2 separate regions of the Sus scrofa genome follow, and region 2 is linked to region 1. Evidence: chromatin contacts called from public Hi-C data. All regions are on one chromosome and are shown on one strand. The core of a region is the stretch at or near the end of the contact, and the rest is flanking DNA. Distances in the headings are between cores, read along the strand shown. Region 1 holds the start of XPR1 (xenotropic and polytropic retrovirus receptor 1). Region 2 holds the start of IER5 (immediate early response 5).

Evidence for each region. Hi-C and Micro-C count contacts between places; a contact is called where the count stands out from the background.
Region 2: a contact with region 1 is called in a Hi-C map of embryonic fibroblasts, with 2.1 times the contacts expected there. The contact joins the promoter of IER5 here to the promoter of XPR1 in region 1. A contact is called at or near these places in 1 of 47 Hi-C or Micro-C datasets (embryonic fibroblasts) and 1 of 2 datasets of contacts at active chromatin or transcription factors (alveolar macrophages).

What each region holds. Positions count from the first base shown.
Region 1 is chr9:122,236,553-122,239,376 of Sscrofa11.1, reverse strand. It overlaps XPR1 (xenotropic and polytropic retrovirus receptor 1), which reads right to left and starts at 1,423. Exons shown (of 15, transcript XM_003130352.6): 1 at 1,164-1,423. The coding sequence starts at 1,232.
Region 2 is chr9:122,632,528-122,635,375 of Sscrofa11.1, reverse strand. IER5 (immediate early response 5) reads right to left here and starts at 1,595. Exons shown (of 1, transcript NM_001258436.1): 1 at 1-1,595. The coding sequence starts at 1,369. The coding sequence ends at 392.

The DNA.
Region 1 (2,824 bases), core at 174-2,673:
ACCTAGCTAGAATATTTGTGTTCATATTGATTTTATACTCTTTGTTCCTGCACATAACATAGATGTGAATTCCTGGAGGTTACAGATAAGTCTTTCTCTATCCAGGAGCTGAACTGCCAGTTAAGGAAAATAACCTAGTGCAATGCTTAAAGCCCTTCAGGTATCTTGGCTTCTGAATCCCTAAATGGGCTCACCACCTTTACTCTTCCTTTTATTAATGCAAGGTTCCTTATCACTATCTATTAAATACACTCCAAGAGCTGTTATTACAGAAATTAAGGGTGAGACGGGCCATGATTTCTGTAATACACAGGTATGTTTTCAAACTACATTGTTTACAATGTAGTACTTTTCTCCCTAGATAACAAAAAATTTAGGAAAGAAAATGTGAAAATTGTAAATAATTCCCTTCTCTTTCTTCCTTCCACTTCCCCCTTCATCCCAAAACAAGAGAAGAGCCAAAAACAAAGATAAGGATGTTTTATATACTTTGTATACTTTATGCAATCAGTGAAAAGACAAGTCAGCCTCATCAAAACAAAATAGCTGATTACGGTACGTGTGCATAGTGTAACCACTGCATGTGTAATACACATTTAAATCAAGTTTCAACCCTGTTACAAAGCCTTTGTCAACAGCGGGCAAGTGAAGAAAAGCTGAAGGGCTCCGTGGAATGAAGGAAATCACTGGAGGGGCTTATCTCGGAAGAGGATTCCTCGGTGAGAGGTGAGCAGAGAGAAACAAGACCTAACCTTGGCGAGGGGGCGCTCGCCCAGGGTGGGGACGCGAGGTTAGGGTGAGCGGGAGGAGGGGATTAGCGCGAAACCGCCGCGACCCCGGGGCTGCCCTCACACCCCGACTCCTCCACCTGCGGCTCGCCCTCCCACCGCCATTCCCCAGCCCCGGCCGGCTGTGCCTTCCCTCCCGGCCCGCCGCCCGCATATCCGTTACCCCGGCGGCAGCGGGGCTGCGGGGGAGGGGAAGGTCAGCGGGGCCCAGAGGGGGCCGGCCGCGGCGGGGATGCCGCAGTGGCTCCCCGCCGCACCGGGTCAAAGTCCGCCCGGGCGCGGGGAGGCAGCAGGAGCCGAAGGCGGCGGTGGAGGTCAGGACTGGGGAGATGGTGGCCCCTCAGAGTCCTCCCACTCCCCGGCCGCTGCCGGTACCTCATACTGGATGTATTGCTTCCTCCACTCAGGAGTGATGTGCGCGGAGAGGTGCTCGGCGAACTTCATCCTGCCGTCTCCCCCTCACTCCCACTCGGGTCCAGCAGTTACTGGCGGCGGCGGCAACAGCGACTCCGACTCCTCCCCACATGGGCCCCGGCGCGGCGCGGCGCTGCGCTTCTCTCCTCCTCCGCCGCCGCCGAGGTCTCCTCAGAGCCGCCCTCCCGCCATCTTCCTCCTCCTCTCCATAGCCCCGCCCCTCCCCGCCCCGCCCTCTATACGTCATCGCCATGGTAACCGCCTACGCCGCACCGTCGAAAAGGGCGGGGTAACGGGCGGTATTTTAGTATATTCCTTATAGCTCCGCCCCTCTGGGCCGGACGTGCCGAAGGCACCTCCCCTGACCTCTTCCGTCTGGTTCTTGTTGGCCTTACAGCTGCGCTCCTAACGCTTGCCTGGGAAGCTGTGGTGTTATTGCAATTAATATTAATACTGTAGCAACAATACTCCACAGAAGTTTATATTTGCAAAGATTTGTGCAAATATTTTTTCTTTTTAATATTTATTCTTCGTAAAACCCTTAAGGATGGCTCAACATTAATTCAAATTAAAAGCAGACTAAATAGGAGTTCCCTTCTTGGCGCAGCCGGAACGAATCCAACTACGAACCATGAGGTTGTAGGTTCCATCCCTGGCCTCGCTCAGTAGGTTAAGGATCTGGCCTTCTCGTGAGCTGTGGTGTAGGTTGCAGACTCTGCTCAGATCTGGCCTTGCTGTGGCTGTCTGTAGGCCTGTGGCTACAGCTCCAGTTGGACCCCTAGCATGGGAACTTCCTTATGCCGCGGGTGCGGACCTAAAAAAAAAAAAAAAAAAAAAAGACAAAAACAGACTAAATAGTTAAGGGCCATATGTATTTAAAGGAAGCTTATTTTACACGCTCTAGGTGCTGGATAAATGCTTGTTGAATTTACTTAAAGATATCAGTGCCAAAAATTGCATGCTGCTTCTGAATTTCAATGTAATTGTCTAGCCCCAGGGCTCCCAGAAAGGCCAACCACAACACCTGGACTCAAAATAGGACTGGGGTATCAACTGGACTTGTGGCTAAGCTTCGTGGGGATTAGGAGTGAGGTTTGAGAGGGAAACCAATGCTGGGAGGAAAGAGAATCCTCTTGAAGTACAGTAGGAACCCCACCTCCAAGGAGATCAAAAAAGGGGTCCAGCATCCAGGCTGACTCTTCTCAGGGAGCATAGAGAACAGATCACTCACACAGCTGGCACTATTTGAGTATGGGAGCAATTGTCCTGGATTTTGGACAGAAATCAAGGTCTTTCCCTGAGTGGAGGAGCCCTGAATAATAATTTATTAAGCACTTACTGTCCGTGGAACAAAAATTATTTTAAATCGAAGCAAAGTACTTTGTCCTTTAATTCTCACAATTTTGGTGAGATCCAAAGATTAAGTGGCTACTATGACTGGGACAGTGTTCTGTGATAACAGTATCTACTGTTGGTTTGGGTTTTTTGGGTTTTTTTCTCTATGTATTTTTCCCCTTTCCTCTTCCTCTTAAATCATGTCAGTAGGGATACTAGAATTATTTCCTCAGGACAGGGGATGATGCATGATGGAAAATAGTCATGGGCGATGAGGCTTTCTGATT
Region 2 (2,848 bases), core at 346-2,845, 400 kb before region 1:
GGCCTTTTGAGCCGCTTCCTTCTCCGCGCTGCGGGCAGAGGAAAGTCCCTGTCTGCCCCCAGTCCCCTACGCCCCGGGGAAGGCGTGTGGCATTCGGGGGGGACAAAATAGTCTCAACTCAACAAGACAAAGTGACATACACAGACACAAAAGTCCACGATCGTCCTCTTCCAATAAGCCCCGTACTCCCGAGTCTCAAAAGCAGACCCGGGAGGCACGGCCCAGCCGGCCGCCAAGCTCAAGGGCAGTCTGTGCCGCCCGGCGGCACCCGATTTCCCCCTCGCGCTCGGCGCCGACCGTCTCGGGGGCGTCCTCGCAGCCGGGAGGGGCCCAGCCCTCTCGTCGGGACGCCCGCTGCTCAACCTCCTTCCCGGACGGAGACCCCGGGGGCTCAGAAGGCTACGATGGCAGTGCTCCAAGGGTTAATGTCTCTCAGCACCGGCTTATCGCAGCAGATCTGCCCGGGCTCGGCGGTTTCCGGACCGCTCTCCTCTCCCTCCGCTTCCTCCCGGCCGCCCCCGGGGCTTTTCCGTAAGAGTCCTGAGAAGCTGGAACCGAAGATGCTAATGAGGTTGGCCACGTTACCGGTCTCCATCTCCTCCGCCTCCTCTTCCTCCTCCGCGGCCGCCCCGCCCGCCTGTTCCTCTAAGTTCCGGCGGGGTTTCTTGAGCGGGGTCGAGCCGGGCACCGGGCAGCCCGCCGGGCCGCCGCCCACCCCCGCCGCGCCGCGCTTCCTGGGGCAGAGGGGGGGAGGCGCGGGAGGCTCGTCCCCGGCCGGACGCGGCGCGCGGCAGCCGTCCACGCGGGGGTTAGCGCTCGGCGTGTCCTCGTCCCCCGGGGGACAGCCGCAGGGGTGGCGTGCTGCCCGGGGCCCCGCGGGGAAGACGTCCGAGGCTCCAGCAGGGCCCCCGGCCCCTACGACCGCTGTGTCTCGCGGTCCCTCCACGCGGCGCCAGGCAGCTTCCGCCGCCTCCGCCTCTCGGCCCTGAAGAGTGTCCCCGGCGCCCGGCTCCGTGGCAGCGGGCTCCGCGTCATCCGCCCGTGGCACTTCTGGGACGGCAGGGCGCTCCGGCTGCGGCTCAGGCTCTGGCCAGGCGGCTCGGGCAGCCGGCGGGGGCGGCTCCCCCCAGCCCGCGGGTGGCCCGGCTGCCGGCTCCCCGGGCTGCTGCGGCGGCGCCGGGACCCCGGGGTGGCCGGTCAGGTAGAGGCCGGGGCACGGGTCGCTCAGGTAGACCTGGCGGGCACTGCGGAGCACCAGCGAGACCAGCAGGTTCTTGTGCAGCTTGATGCCGCCGCGCTGGACCCGCGAGTTGTAGATCTTGCCCAGGGAGATGCTGACGATGCGGTGAGCCTCCAGCTTGAACTCCATCCTGCCTCCCCTTTCCCAGGGCTGGCGCGGGGGTGAGGGGGTGAACCCTAGCCCACGTTCCGAAGCTGAGACGGAAACGAGAGGCGTCAACAAGTTCGTCGCCTCTGGGGTTGACCCTCGATTTCTTCTGACTCCGAAGAGAAACGACTCTGGCAACACACTCTCTCTTGCTCCCGCGCCCTCCCCACTACAGACCAGCAGCCAGTCTCGGGTCCGGTCGCTAACTGAGGGCCTCCCGGCCGCCAGGCGCCTTATAAAGGCGCCTCGATAGCCAATCGCGAAGGGCCGCCAACCGTTCCGGGGCCGGTCGGCGCGCCCTCGTGCGCCGCGCGCGGCCAATCGGAGACCGAGGAGGGGCGCGGGGGCCATTCGAACGTTAGTCCCGCGGAGCAGGCTCTTAAAGGGGGCGACGCGCGCCACTCGCCCACCGCCTAGTCCAGGCCAGTTCTCTGAGCGTGGTTGACGGAGAGCAGGGGGAGTTCTTGGTTCGTCAAGATTCTGGCTTGTGTGCTGCTCGCCAGAACCAAGGCGAACTAACCTTTCAGACTTTCATCTGAGTATGGCGGTGGACTTTGCTCTGCTTCCCTAATCAGCCGGATCCTTCCCTGATCAGCCCTCCTCCCTCTCCCGCCACTGTTTCCTAGGCGGCACACACCTGTAAGCTACCCGGCAGAAATGCGACGACGGCAAAACGCGGCAAAGGATACCCTTATACTAATAGCGTTACTACAAGACATTAATTTTGGGTAAGTCCCCTGCCTCCAAGAGGCACATGCATTCTTGAGCACTTGTCAATTTAGGCTCTGAAGACAGAAAAGGGGGGTTCTAAAAGTTACAGGAGTTCCAGTCGTGTCTCAGCAGTAACGAACCGAACTAGTATCCATGAAGAGGAAGTTCGATCCCTGGCCACGGTCAGTGGGTTAGGATCCAGCGTTGTCATGAGCTGTGGTGTAGATTGCAAACGCGGCTGGGATCTGGAGTCGCTATGGCCGTGGGGTAGGCCGGCAGCTGTAGCTCCAATTTAACCCCTAGCCTGGAAACTTCCATATGCCGCAGGTGCGGCCCTCAAAAGCAAAGATAAATAAATTAAATAAATAAGAAAATAAAAGTCCCCAAATTTCTGACTTCTTATCAAGGCTTTGTGTCTAGGAACAAAGTTTTTGGTTCTCCACTAAAGCTAGCCTACCACTTTGTTCTTTAGATTCTAGAACCAACACAGTTGTTACATCAGTTGAAAATAAAAATAGTACAAGTTCTGCACAATGATTTTTCCTGAACAGGAGGACTGACAAAGTCCACCCTTGGAAAAATCTAACAAGTTCTAAAAATACAAATAGAGAAGTCCTGTGTTCCCAACATGATGTCATTATTTTATTTTGTGTCAAGGTAAAACTATAGGGGAAGAGTGTTCTGGAATTTTCTGGTCAGTCAACAACTTACACCACAGGATTGTCCAGGGTCCTAGACTGGGTTCCTGGA